2 separate regions of the Sus scrofa genome follow, and region 2 is linked to region 1. A link is a contact called in public HiChIP or PLAC-seq data. All regions are on one chromosome and are shown on one strand. Each heading gives the region's core, a stretch centred on a gene start, on an enhancer-like site or on the middle of the called end of the contact. The rest is flanking DNA. Distances are from core to core; before and after follow the strand shown. Region 1 holds the start of EXOC1 (exocyst complex component 1). Region 2 holds the start of POLR2B (DNA-directed RNA polymerase II subunit RPB2).

The links. HiChIP or PLAC-seq counts read pairs in DNA pulled down with a chosen protein or histone mark.
Region 2: an H3K27ac HiChIP or PLAC-seq map of alveolar macrophages shows a contact between it and region 1. The contact joins the promoter of POLR2B here to the promoter of EXOC1 in region 1. A contact is called at or near these places in 1 of 5 promoter capture datasets (liver) and 1 of 2 datasets of contacts at active chromatin or transcription factors (alveolar macrophages).

Annotation. Positions count from the first base shown.
Region 1 is chr8:55,186,484-55,192,776 of Sscrofa11.1, forward strand. It overlaps EXOC1 (exocyst complex component 1), which reads left to right and starts at 2,883. Exons shown (of 19, transcript XM_003356946.4): 1 at 2,883-3,065.
Region 2 is chr8:56,229,636-56,235,928 of Sscrofa11.1, forward strand. POLR2B (DNA-directed RNA polymerase II subunit RPB2) reads left to right here and starts at 3,095. Exons shown (of 25, transcript XM_003129037.5): 1 at 3,095-3,250. The coding sequence starts at 3,232. It overlaps LOC100621115 (nitric oxide-associated protein 1-like), which reads right to left and starts at 2,547. Exons shown (of 7, transcript XR_002346682.1): 1 at 912-2,547; 2 at 1-15. It also overlaps the pseudogene LOC100620901.

The sequences.
Region 1 (6,293 bases), core at 1,633-4,132:
GGCCTGTGCTTGCCCAGCTTCAAGGAGCCCAGAGTCAACAGCAGAGACATCCAGCTTCAGCAGATGGGGGAGCTTACATGTCCGAAGCAGGGTCCTGGGGGGACACGGCAGCGTGTGCACAGACCATGCAGACAGGATAGCAGGCTGCACTCCCAGGGGACAAGGGGGGAGAATCGGTTATGGGCAATTTGAGGTCAGACTGGCTCAAGGGTTACCAGGGAAACCAGCAGAGGGACACGTCCCTCACACCCCTTTAAAGAGACTGGGGACTAACAGGGGCCTGAGGCATGTGTGTAGGAAGGTCAGTTCTGGGAGTGGCCGCAGGGGAAGCAGGCACTGGTGGAGACAGGGATGTAGAGACAGCAAGAGAACAGCCACCTTGAGTGACCAGACCGCACATCCTGGCCTCAGTGCAGTGGCAGGGAGGAAGCTTGTTCCACTAACTCTACTATATGAAGTCTTTACAGAGATCGTGGGTGGGCCTCACCTTGAAGGGGACTCAGTGAAGAACTAGACTTAACCAGGGCCAAGCAGATATGAGCGGTACCAAGAGTGAGATGAAATGGACACCACCTGGGCAACTTCTGTCACCACTTCCAATCCTTTCAGCCTCTTCTTCCCTCCACTGTGGCAGCAGCCTGCTCTAAACAGAGTTTGGTAAACTCCGGGCAAGTCCAACATGAAGGCCCCTCTCCTCTTCCTGCTGCAGGGCTTCTCTGGTGTGGGGTCAGCTCAGCACTCATGACTGCACATCTGGGGAAGATCGGGTAGTTCATGGCCAGGGGTAGCAACCTTTGATCAAAGGTGGACAGGAGTTCCTGTTGTGGCTCAGTGGGTTAAGAATCTGACTAGTATCCATGAGGATGCAGGTTCATTCCTTCTCCTCACTCAGTGGGTTAAGGATCTGGCATTACCACAACCTGTGGTGCATGTGAGAGATGCCACTTGGGTCCAGCATTGCAGTAGCTGTGGCACAGGCTGGCAGCTGCAGCTCCAACCCCCAGCCTGGGAACGTCCATATGCCACAGATGAGGCCATTTAAAAAAGAAAAAAAAAAAAAAGGTGGACAGGAGCTGATAATCGTTTCTTCCATTCTCACTTTCAGTGGACAGTTTTGACTCATGAAGCTTCTTAGAAGGTCCAGTGAAGTTTGAGATGCCTCACAGATATCCAGGTGGAAATGTTGGGGAGGCAGTGGACACAAAGATCTGGAGTTTAGGGAAGAAGGCTGGGATTCTGAAAAGTGATTCATTTCCCAATGTTGAGGGCTGCAAATAGGTTTAAAACTAAACAAAACCAAAGATAATAGGACAAAACAGCACACACAATTGTCATAGAAAGGGTGTCCACAGTAAGCTTCTGGGCCCAAGCTGGAAGGATCTAAGAGGTCTTTAGGATGATTCGACTAGATCAGATCCTGCTCTAAAAGGGAAGTCATTCAGTGGAACTGGAAAGCATTTCAAGTAGCACTGCCTGGAGCATATTGATCTCGGTAGCAAATGAGTCCCTACTATCCTTGCTGTTCTCCCACCAAATTCTATCTTTGCACAGCTTATCCCTTTCTCAGTGATTCAATCTCAGCAAAGTGAGTTACTCCCTCTTCTGCATTCCCATGGTAATTTATCTCTTTTTTTCCATTTGAACAGTGGGGAAGAATGAGGCAGAAGCCAGAGCAATGAGATTGCAAGCAGTGTTTATTTACCAACAGATTGATCAGGAGCTCTGAGCAGGCAAGGCTCAGGACCCCCCCACCACCACCACCACCACAGGGGAGTGCTTGGTCTTTTATAGACAGGGGTCGTTTTGTTGAACCATGTAGTCTGTGGCCTCTGGGCTATCTTGGCTTTAGGAATTCATTCATTACATGGGCCTGTTGTATAAGAAGGAGTCTGCAAGTCTGGATTTGGCTGGGTTATGCAGATTTTTTTTTTTTTTTTTTTTCGGTCTTGTTTCATTTTCCACCTAAGATTTTCTTCTTTTGTTGTTTGGTTTACCTTACTAGGCTGTACTTTATCCATCTGTTTAATCACCTCCCCAATCACAGTGAGCCCTCTTTTTAGTGGGATCCCTGTCTTTGTAGCTCCAGCACCTAACTCAGCGCCTGGCATTGAGGTGACACTCTTTGTAAAATAAAAGAATACTTGCATGAAGGGGTCCCTGCAGAATCCTTGCAAAGGACTGTTTGCAACTAGAGCAAAGAAATCACTCCTTTGAATTACTGGCACATTTTATGTGCCCTGTTTGGTCTTGCTGTATATGTATTTGTGTCTATTTTGTTTGGCCCTACCACACTGTAAACTTCTTCAGGGTGTAATTCATGCCCCAACCACCTCCACACCTGGATCAAAGTGCCTGGCATCAAACAGGTGCCAAGAATATGGTATAAGTGCCAAGAATATGGAATAAGTCACTTGCCTTGAAACCAGCAACATTGGCAATCTGGGCTTCTCAAACTTAAATGAACACAGGCGTCACCTTGTTAAGAGGCAGATTCCCATTTAGCAGATCTGAAGTAGGCTGGGGAGGCTGTATTTTCTAAAGAAGCCCAGTTGATACCCAAGCAGCTGGTCCACGGACCACGTTTTTAATCAACCGCACCAATTCTGATTTAACTTAAACTCCATGCTACGAATAGCAAGTATCTAGAGTTAACAGAGCTTTACATGTACAAAAACGGACACATTTAATCGGATCTCTTCTTAAATCAAGAGCAGAGCTGAATCAGTAACTGTTCAAGAAAAAGTAACAGGTAGCACCAAGCCCCCAGGTCCTCAGTCAGCTGCCAGGCGATGAGGCTCCGCCCCCGCCGGCCCTGGACGCGCCCCTCCGGCGAGACTGGCCCCACCCCCTCCCCGGGCCCCCGCCGCGTCTCCTTTCTTCTCTTCCTGCCCACTTCCGGCGTGGAGGCGCGTCAGGTGCCCGGAAACGGGAAGTGGGGACAGAAGGCCTCCTTCCGCTGGCCGCTCAGCTGAGGGGCGCGTCCGAGTAGCGGGTCCGCGGGGGCCCCGTCTTGTCGTGGTCTTGGAGGACCTGCCTGGGCATCGCCGGGCTCGTCCGGCCTTGCGGTAAGCCTTCGGCGGCGGAGTCCAGCAGTGCCGGCGGCAGACGGGCGGACCGGAGGACGCCGAGGGGTGCGGCGGGTCCTGGGTCCTGCTGCCGGCCCGGCGCCCCGATTGGGTACCGCTGCCGTCCCTCCCGCCAGACCCTCTTCTCTAACCGGCCTGGGCGAGGCGCAGGGTCCAGCCGCGCACCCTCAACCTCGCTGTCCCTGGGGTTGGGAGGGCAGTGCTCACGGCCCTCTCCGGTCCCGCCCGTGGGCTCCACATTTCAGTGCGAGACAGCGCTGACCGTCCGCTCCCCACTGTGGGTCCGGAGAGGGGGCGCGGCAGTGCCTTTCCCTTTTGGGTTCAAATCCCCGCTTTCTTCTTAGTCTCTTAAGTGCACTTCCCCGTCTCCGTGCCTCGCGTTCTCTTCGGAGGACAGTAATCCACGCGCTAAAATGTCCAGGAGCCTCCAGGGCCCAACCCATACCCGCTGACAAGGCCCTCTTGCTGCCAGGCGTTTATCACACACTAACGATCCAGCCGGATTTAGGGAAGCAGGAGCCAGCACAGAATCTTGTGGCTGACTCCCCAGAACGCTGTCAGAGTGGGTGCTTTCACCTGGAAAAGTTTGGACGGACCTCTAATGATTTATCCACTAACAAAAAAAAAAAACCCTGTAAAGACTGGAGAGTTAATCACTCTACCCTTAGGATGCAGCTGCCATTGGAGGCATGGCTCTCCTGTCTTCGTGGTATGTCTGTCGTATTCGCCGCTGTAAGCTAGCACCGTGCCTGGCACTTAGGAGGCACCAGTATTTGCCGAACGAATGAGGGTCACATAGCGCTTTTCATTATGCTCCTTTAACTCCTTTATGAACCATGCCCAGTCCCTCTTGTTTTACCACTTCCCATGCAGTCAGTCCTTGCTTTGGACCAAAGAGGGTCTGTGTGGTCAATGCTAGCCCCTATGAGTCATCCATGTAATCATGGATTTACTGTCCAGTTCAGGTTACCTGAAGAGGTACTCCTTCAGTTCCTACTAAGAAAGAACATAGAGCTATGCCTGCCCCTAAGCCCTCTCTCTTTCAGGAGGGTTCTTGAGGTCCAGGAGCTTGTGAGTTTATGAACCAGTTAGGTAGCAAGTGCTTGATTGTGTAGGCAATGCAGTAAGAGCTTTAGCAGTTGAGAGATGAATTTGGATTAAGATCCTTATTGAATCAACTTCATAAAAACCATGAAGTATAATTATGGTTATACTCACTCCATGGAAAAGCACCTAAGCAGAGATTTAAAGACCAGAATGAACAGAGGGCTTGGAGTGGAAGGTTTGTATTTGGGAACATTAAGAAAATTTTGAGCAAGACCATATTGTGATGAAAGCTATGTTCTAGTATTATTTGTTGAGAGTTTTGGGAATGTGGAAGCTTGCAAAGAAAAAACCAAATGTTGTAGTGTTAAATAGATATAGTTGAAGTGAATCAGGGTTGGTGTGTTGGCAGTAGGAACAGAAAGGACAAATTATGTGTAGATGAAGTCAGCAGAATGCTTTAGTTGTCATGTTATTTGGTTCTATTATTTTGGTTTATTTATTTATTCTTTTTTGGCCATCCCATGGCCTATGGAGTTCCTGGGCAAGGATCAGATCCCAGCCGAAGTTGCAGCAATGCCTGATCCTTAACCCACGGTGCTGGGCTGGGGATCGAACCTGCATCCCAGCACTCCAGAAACACTGCCAGTCCCACCGCGTCGCAGTGAGAACTCCTTAGTTTATTAAATGCCTGCTATGTCTTTCCCAAGTTCTAGTAGTACCAAGATGAATGAGGCATGATCCTTGCCTCCAAGGAAACACTTTTAATGGGGGAGACAATACAACTGGCTAGACCATATGGTTTTTAAGTTCTGTGTTAGCAGACTGGAGGGGAAGTGTTAGAGAAGTAGAAAAGGATTTATCCTTTTTTTTTTATTTTTTTTTTTTTTTGTCTTTTTGCCATTTCTTGGGCCGCTCCCGCGGCATATGGAGATTCCCAGGCTAGGGGTCTAATCGGAGCTGTAGCCACTGGCCTACGCCAGAGCCACAGCAACAGCAACTCGGGATCCGAGCCGCGTCTGCAACCTACACCACAGCTCACGGCAACGCCGGATCGTTAACCCACTGAGCAAGGGCAGGGACCGAACCCGAAACCTCATGGTTCCTAGTCAGATTCATTAACCACTGCGCCACGACAGGAACTCTAGGATTTATTCTTTTTGAGTGTGTGACTACTTCATGGAAGAGGTGACATTTTAGTGGTATCTTAAGGATGAGTTGGAATTTCCCAGGGGCTAAAAGAATTGCAGGAAGAAGAAATTGCATGAACAAGAGCCTGGAGATAGAAAAGCAAATGAATCTTCAAAGGAAGTGTTAAGGAATTGCTGAACAGCATTGAAAATTTAGCTTTGATTGGATTTCAATATTTGTAACGAACTCAGTGAACGTGAATATGAGGCCTTCTTAAGTGGCAAATGGTAGCCCTAGAGAGTGGAGCCAAAAGACAGTTTTGGGAGATTGATGAACAGAGTAAACTGGTCTGCAAAGGGGATGATGTCGGTGTAGGGAAAGGAACACTACCTCCAAGCCAGGTTGGAAAAAAAAAGTCAAGCTTGGAGAGGCCAGATGGACTAGGAGAACATGTGGGAGGGGAAGGCTGAAAGACTAGAGGCCAGGATGAGGTGAAAGAGGGATGGAAGTGGGAAGATGGGACTTCGGGGAGAAAAGCAATGGTTTGAGGTGAAGCAGAGATAGTTTTACAGATGGAATAAAAAGTAGGAGATATTTAGTTTTCAAAAGTGTTGTTGCATTATAAAAATTTGTTCTAAGTCTATTTAAAACTCATGGAGCTCCCTGATGGCTCCATAGGTTAAGGATCCAACATTGCCATTGCAGCCACTTGGGTCACTGCTGTAGCTTGGGTTTGATCCCTGTCCCAGGAACTTCCACATGCCTTGGGCATGGCCAAAAAATAAAAACCTCATAATTTGATTTGCCCATAGAAACAGTGTTAGAAATAGAAGTTATTAATTTCCTAAGCAAGCTCACATGTATAAAATACTATACATTTGCATTGGAAATAGTAATATATATACAGCATATTCAGAAAATGAAATTGAGGTGTTCCCTTTGTGGCACAATGGAAATGAATCCAACTAGTAGCCATGAGGTTGTGGGATCAGTCCCTGGCCTTGCTCAGAGGGTTAAAGAACTGGTGTTGCC
Region 2 (6,293 bases), core at 1,845-4,344, 1.0 Mb after region 1:
GGTTTAATGTAGTACCTGAAACAGCAAAGAATAAATATGTTGTTATAAACATCATACAAGAAAACAGAAGAAACAATTTATGAGGGTGTACCCCACCTTGTGTACTGTGATTACTTCTATTCATTTTCATGACAACCCTCTCCAAAATTATCTTTACTTTACATATGAGAAAGCAGGCTCAGAGATTGGCTAACAGGATCAGCCAGGATTTGAATCCCACATCTACAGGCCTAATCTTTTTCCATCTTCTACATTCTACTAACTAGTGTAAAAGTACTTCTGTGTATCAATCAACCAGCGTACAGGATAGAGAAGTACAGCTTATCAAGCAAAGTTAAATCCTAGTTTCAAAGTAACAAGTAGTTCATTTTGCCAACTGCTAGATACAAACAGGGTCACACAAGGATCCATTTTGCAAGGACTACAGACATCTCCCCCAAATCACACAGTTGACATTTTCCTCAACAAAGCCACACATCACGTTGCATTAGTGAATTATTCAGATATTAAATGTGCACAGTGTACAGATCTCCTGAATAAACTCAAGCAAGACCGGAGCAGAGGAGGGAGGTTTAGAAAGTAAAAGGATTAAACAGAGCAACATACAAAGAACTAAAGCTACGAGGGAAACCTCCGGGAGTACACGGGGCGTTGTCTTCGGGTTGGTCTACAGAGAGACCAGACCACAGACGTACTCCCCTATGTTTGTTGGAAAGTTAGTGCAACATATACCGAATTTCCAAGCGCTAAGCTGACAGGGAAGAGAAATAGGACCCAAGTAGGTAGGGGAGGTTTAAAGGGGAGGCTCCAGCCTCTGGTGGACATGAAGGAAGGAGTGCTAAGTGCTTAACCACCATCAGACCTCTCGCTTTTCGGAAAACCAAGGGGGTGGGCGGCGCCCTAAGTCTCACCAGGCCAAGCGGAGATGGTGGCCCTGTCGATAGCCTCAGCGCCCTTGGCGATGCAGTAATCGGACTCCAGGAGCGTGTTGAAGAGGGTGGACTTGCCAGCGTTGGTGGCGCCAACCAGGTAGACGTCGCCGCGGTAGCGCCAGGAGCGCTGGAGCGCGGAGATCAACTCTTCGACTCCGTAGCCAGTCTTGGCGCTGATGAGCCGCACGTCCCTAAGCACCGCGCGGGACTTGGCCGAGTGGTTCGCCTTCTCCGCCTGGTCCCGCGGCTGCTTCCGGCCGGGGTGTTGGGACCTCCGGGAGCCAGGGGGCGGCAGGAGCCCGACGCGGGCACAGTCGTCCCACAGTCGCTCCCGGATGCGCTGCCGGTATCCGGGGGCGTCCTGGGGCAGCAGGTCCACCTTGTTCCCCAGCACGATCAGCTGCTTGGGGCCCACGAGCGCGGGCAGGTGGCGCAGCAGGGCGTCGGGCAGATCCAGCAGGTCCACCATGTATAACACCAGGGCGGGCTCGGGCCGCCGCAGCGCGGCGCTCACGAGCTCCAGGTACTTCTCGGGACTCACCTGCAGGCGTAGGGCGCGCCGGTGGTGCACCAGCAACCAGCAGCGCTGGCACACCGTCCTCGCCAGCCCGCCGTCCGCCTGCGCCGCCGCGCGGAGGAACTTCTCGCTGGGCAGGTAGCCGGGCACGCCGGGGTCCTGGCAGTGCAGCTCCGCCCCGCATCCCGAACAGTTCAGGCCGCTGGGTGCCACCGTCGGGTCCGGGTGCCCCACGACCGGCTGCGCCCGCTGCACCCGCCGAGCGGCCCGGAGCTTCTGCTGGCGCCGCTCCTCCCGCCGCTGCTGCATCTGTCGTTCGTTCTCTTCTTGCCGCTGCTGCACCTCTCGTAGCTGGTCTTGGAGGGTCGGTGCGGGCTCCGGCTCCGGGATGTACTCGGGGAACAGAAAACTCTCCTCTAGGTCGGCCCTTCCTTCGCTGCCCCCAGTCGCAGTCCGGTACCGAGAACGCCCCCGGCCCAGGGCCCACGGGCGCTGGGATGAAAGGCTGGCCGCACATCTCCTCTCCAGGAGCGCGTCCTGGAGACCAAGGCGCGCGGCCGTGGGAGAGGCTCCCTGCAGGAAGCCGCACAGCAGCCTAGGAGCGAGGCGCGTGGGCAGCATGGAAACGCGGGCGCGGGCCAGGGGCGGGCCACCGGTTTGCCAGGAGCGCGTCCCGGAGACCAAGGCGCCTGGCCGTGGGAGAGCCACCTCGCAGGAGGCCGCACAGCAGCCTAGGAGCGAGGCGCGCGGGCGGCATGGGCACGTGGGCGCGGGCCAAGCGCAGGCCACGGGTTTGCACGCGCACTGCGGCCCCAGCTGCTTGGTAAACCGGAAAAAGCCTGGGACGACCAGAGAGCTGTCATTGGTCAGCGTCGCCCTTCGGCTCCTCCTCCCGATCGCATCTCGTGAGATCTCGCGATGAAGCCGCTGAGGCCCGAGAACCCACCTAAGGCGGAGCTAAAGGCACGGGAGGTCCGGGCTCGGCGGGGTTGGCTAGGTCAGCCAGCGAGTGAGGCTTTGGTCGGGCTTCGGCTGCTGCCTGCAGCTCAGAAATCGCACTTTTTTTTTTTTTTTTTTTTGGTCTTTTTACCATTAGGTTCCCAGGCTAGGGGTTGAATCGGAGCTGTAGCTGCCGGCCTACGCCAGGGCCACAGCAACGCCAGATCCGAGCCGCGTCTGGGACCTACACCACAGCTCACGACAATGCTGGATCCTTAACCCAATGAGCGAGGCCAGGGATCGAACCTGCAACCTCATGGTTCCTAGTCAGATTCGTTAACCACTGAGCCACGACGGGAACTCCAGAAATCGCACTTTTTAAACTTTAACAAAGCTGAGGTATAGTTGATGTACAGAGTAGTCATTTTTCAAAACTTTTTTTAAAGTTTTTGCAACTGAAAAAATAAAGCACAACTACATCCTTTTATTAACAAATCTTATTGTCTCCAGGGGCTACTATTTGTGCAACAACATTGCAAAACAAGACTTCATTCGGTAGCTGTGACGCGGCCCCGCGGGGCAGCCACAGAAGAGTCAACCCCCAAACTGCGCATGTGTAGCACTAACCTTTCGCAGGCCTTAGCCTACTTTCGCGCAGGCGCAAACCTTACGGCGGCTTCTTTGTGGGCGGGGTTTCGCGGGAGCCGCAGGATATTCTGGGAGCGCCGGAAACGGAAATCACTTTGCCTGGCGCTGCGGCCGGGGGGAGCCTGCTGGCGGTGGCTGCTGGCGGTGTCCTGCGTTTCACTTCGAGGATTGGGAGCTCCGGGGTCGTGTGCCAACATGTATGACGCGGACGAGGGTAGGTGACCCTTTAGAACACTGCGCGGCGAACCGTCGGAGGGGGGAAACGTGGGAGCCGGGCGAGTCGAGGGTTTGAGGCCTTCTTCCCCGCCCGCCGCGCGGGGTCCCCAGGCGTTTTCCCCTCCATCCCCGGGCCGGGGACGAACTAGGAGGGTGGACCGGCGGGGAGCGCAGCATTTATAACGTTTGTTGTCTCCACTGGCTGCTTCTGGAAAAGTGACACCCCCATCCGTCCGTATTGAAATAGCAGGCGGCTTCTGCGACCAGTACCGGTGTTTGGGGTTCATCTGAAGCAAAGGGCTCCTCGACTTCCCTTAACGTCAGAGATAGTGGATTTATTGAATAGTCGAATGTTTGAACGTCAGCTTGTGCTGGGCGATGTGCTAGGCTCTGCAAATACAGCCGGTGCAGAGAATACAGGGTGGGAGGGGGGATTGGGCTTGTTTGGCGTCCTTCACTCTGCTTTCCGCTTAAGTAAATTATCTTGAGAGATGACTTTTTTACTCAACAGGGCTAATATATACTCATTTTCTTTTTACATATAGCATCTTTAGTGTGTACCGCTTTTTCGTTATATGTATGTGTGTATGTACATATATGTATTTTTTTCTCTCTTTTTTGGCGGCCCCACGGCATTTGGAGTACCCAGGCCAGGGCTCAGATCCAAGCTGCAGCTAACGAACTAAGCCACGCCTGTGGAAACATTGGATCTTTAATTCACTGTGCTGGACTGGGGATCCAACCTGTGTTCCAGTGCTCCCAAGACGCCTCCAATTCGTTAGGCTACGGTGGGAACTCCTCTAATGCTTCCTCTTCCATTCTCCACAGCTATTGTTTCAAACTTCATTTTCTTCTAGCTCCCAATCTCGTTGACACTCCTCATATTTCTCCTTATTCCCTCAGAGAAAGTTGAAGCAAAAAATTAAACTCTACCGTTTAAGCTTCTGTTTCATTTTTATTCTGCATTTAGAAATTTATTAGCATCATTGTATTCTTTTTTCTTAACTGCTATCTCAGAAAAAAAATTCCGAAAAATATATACCTTTTTCTTTTTAGGACCGAAGCTGTGGCATATGGAAGTTCCCTGGGCTGGGGTTGAATTGAGTTGCAGCTGCTGGCCTACAGCACAACAATGCCAGATCCTAGCTGCATTTGCAACCTATGCCACAGCTTCTGGCAGTGCTGGATCCTCGATGGCCAGGCATTGAACTCACAGCTGCTCTGTTGGGTTCTTAACCCATTGAGCCATGATGGGAACTCCTCAGAAAAGTGTTTTTAGCTAAATTTTTTTTTTTTTCCTGGCCAGCCCAAGGCATGTGCAAGTTCCTGGGCCAGGGATCTAACCTGTGCCACAGCAGTAACTAGAGCCACTTCAGTGACAACATAGGATTCTTAATACCCTGGGCCACCAGGGGACTCCATTAGCTTAATTTTTTGAGTAGGTAATATGTTCTCATTTCTCAAAAATGTTAATTAAGGTCTTATTCTTGTCCAGTGTCTGTCCCTTGTAAGCTTTCCTCACAGTAGCTAACTGGTTTGTTTAGATTTTTGTCTCTAGATGCTTTATGCATTTGCAGGCAAATAGAGAAGGGATTCTCTTCTTCCCTTTTTACAATTAAAAAGTAACATTCACAATTTTCTGCGCTTTTTTTTGACTGCACGTGTGACATGCAGAAGTTCCTATGCCAGGGATCAGACCTCTGCCACAGCAGTGACAACACAGTGTCAGGTCCTTAACCTGATGAGCCACAACAAAAAGTCCCTGCACTTATAAAATTTTGATATATATGCTAGAGGATTTTCATATCAGTACATAGCCAGCATCTTAAACACTTTTATTACTCTCTAATGCCAGATTTTGTGCTTTGGCTACATTGGCCTTTTATTCCTTGAATGTCTTTCACTGTGGAGTTTTGTGTGCACGTCTTTTCTGTTTGGAGTACTTCTTTCTCCTCCCGTCCCACACCCACTCTCTCCTTCTGCCTGGTTTACTCCTGTTTAGTCACACGTGAGGTCTCTCCTAACCTCCTTAGGTCCTGTTTGGGACTGCCCATATTACTTTGTTCTTCCTCTTAATTGACTTTATGTTGTCTTTACCTCCCTAGTAAGTGACAGTTTTTGGGGACACAGCCATGCTTTGTCTTGTTGAAGGTGATGCCTCCAATGCCTGGGACATAGGAAACAGTCATAGTCAATGAGTGTCTGATGAGTGGACGAATGACCAAATGTCTCCCTCACAGATTCCCTTTCCTTCACATGACTCTAAAGGGTTTTGGGGTTTTTTTGCTGTTTTTTTTTTTTTTTTTTTTTTTTTTTTTTTTCTTTTTGCCATTCTTGGGCTGCTCCCAAGGCATATGGAGATTCCCAGGCTAGGGCTTGAATTGGAGCTGTAGCTGCCGACCTACACCACAGCCACAGTAACACGGGATCTGATCCATGTCTGAAACCTACACCATGGCAATGCCGGATCCTCAACCCATTGAGCAAGGCCAGGGATCGAACCCAAAACCTCATGGTTCCTAGTTGGATTGTTAACCACTGAGCCACAACGGGAACTCCCTAAAGGGGTGTTTCTTAACAGCCTGCCTTCAGCCTGCCTTCTTGTAAACTCTACATTCTCTCAACCACTGGTTAATGGTTCTGGACTCATAGTAACTTGTTTATTTATTTTTAATTTTTTTTAATATGGATAGAAATTTCCTTTATTCTTTCTTTACCCCCGTTCCTTATGAACAAATAAAGAACTGTCTACAGCACAAAGGATGGTCTATTTTATTTTCAAAAGTAGTATGCAAAATATATACTTACAAATTCTAACCACATGATTACAAAGCATTACTTTAATAATTCTTTAGCATATGCCAAAAGCGCAATTAGCTAAAAAGACAAAATGTTTTATTTTAAAACATTGGAAAAACATTAAAAGACAAATGTCCATTATATAACCAAGAATGTTAAGTATTTGGAAACTGTCAATCTTCTAAAATGTGGTAGGCACTTCCAGAGGGCTAAATATTGCAAATTATCCTACCATACGTCTT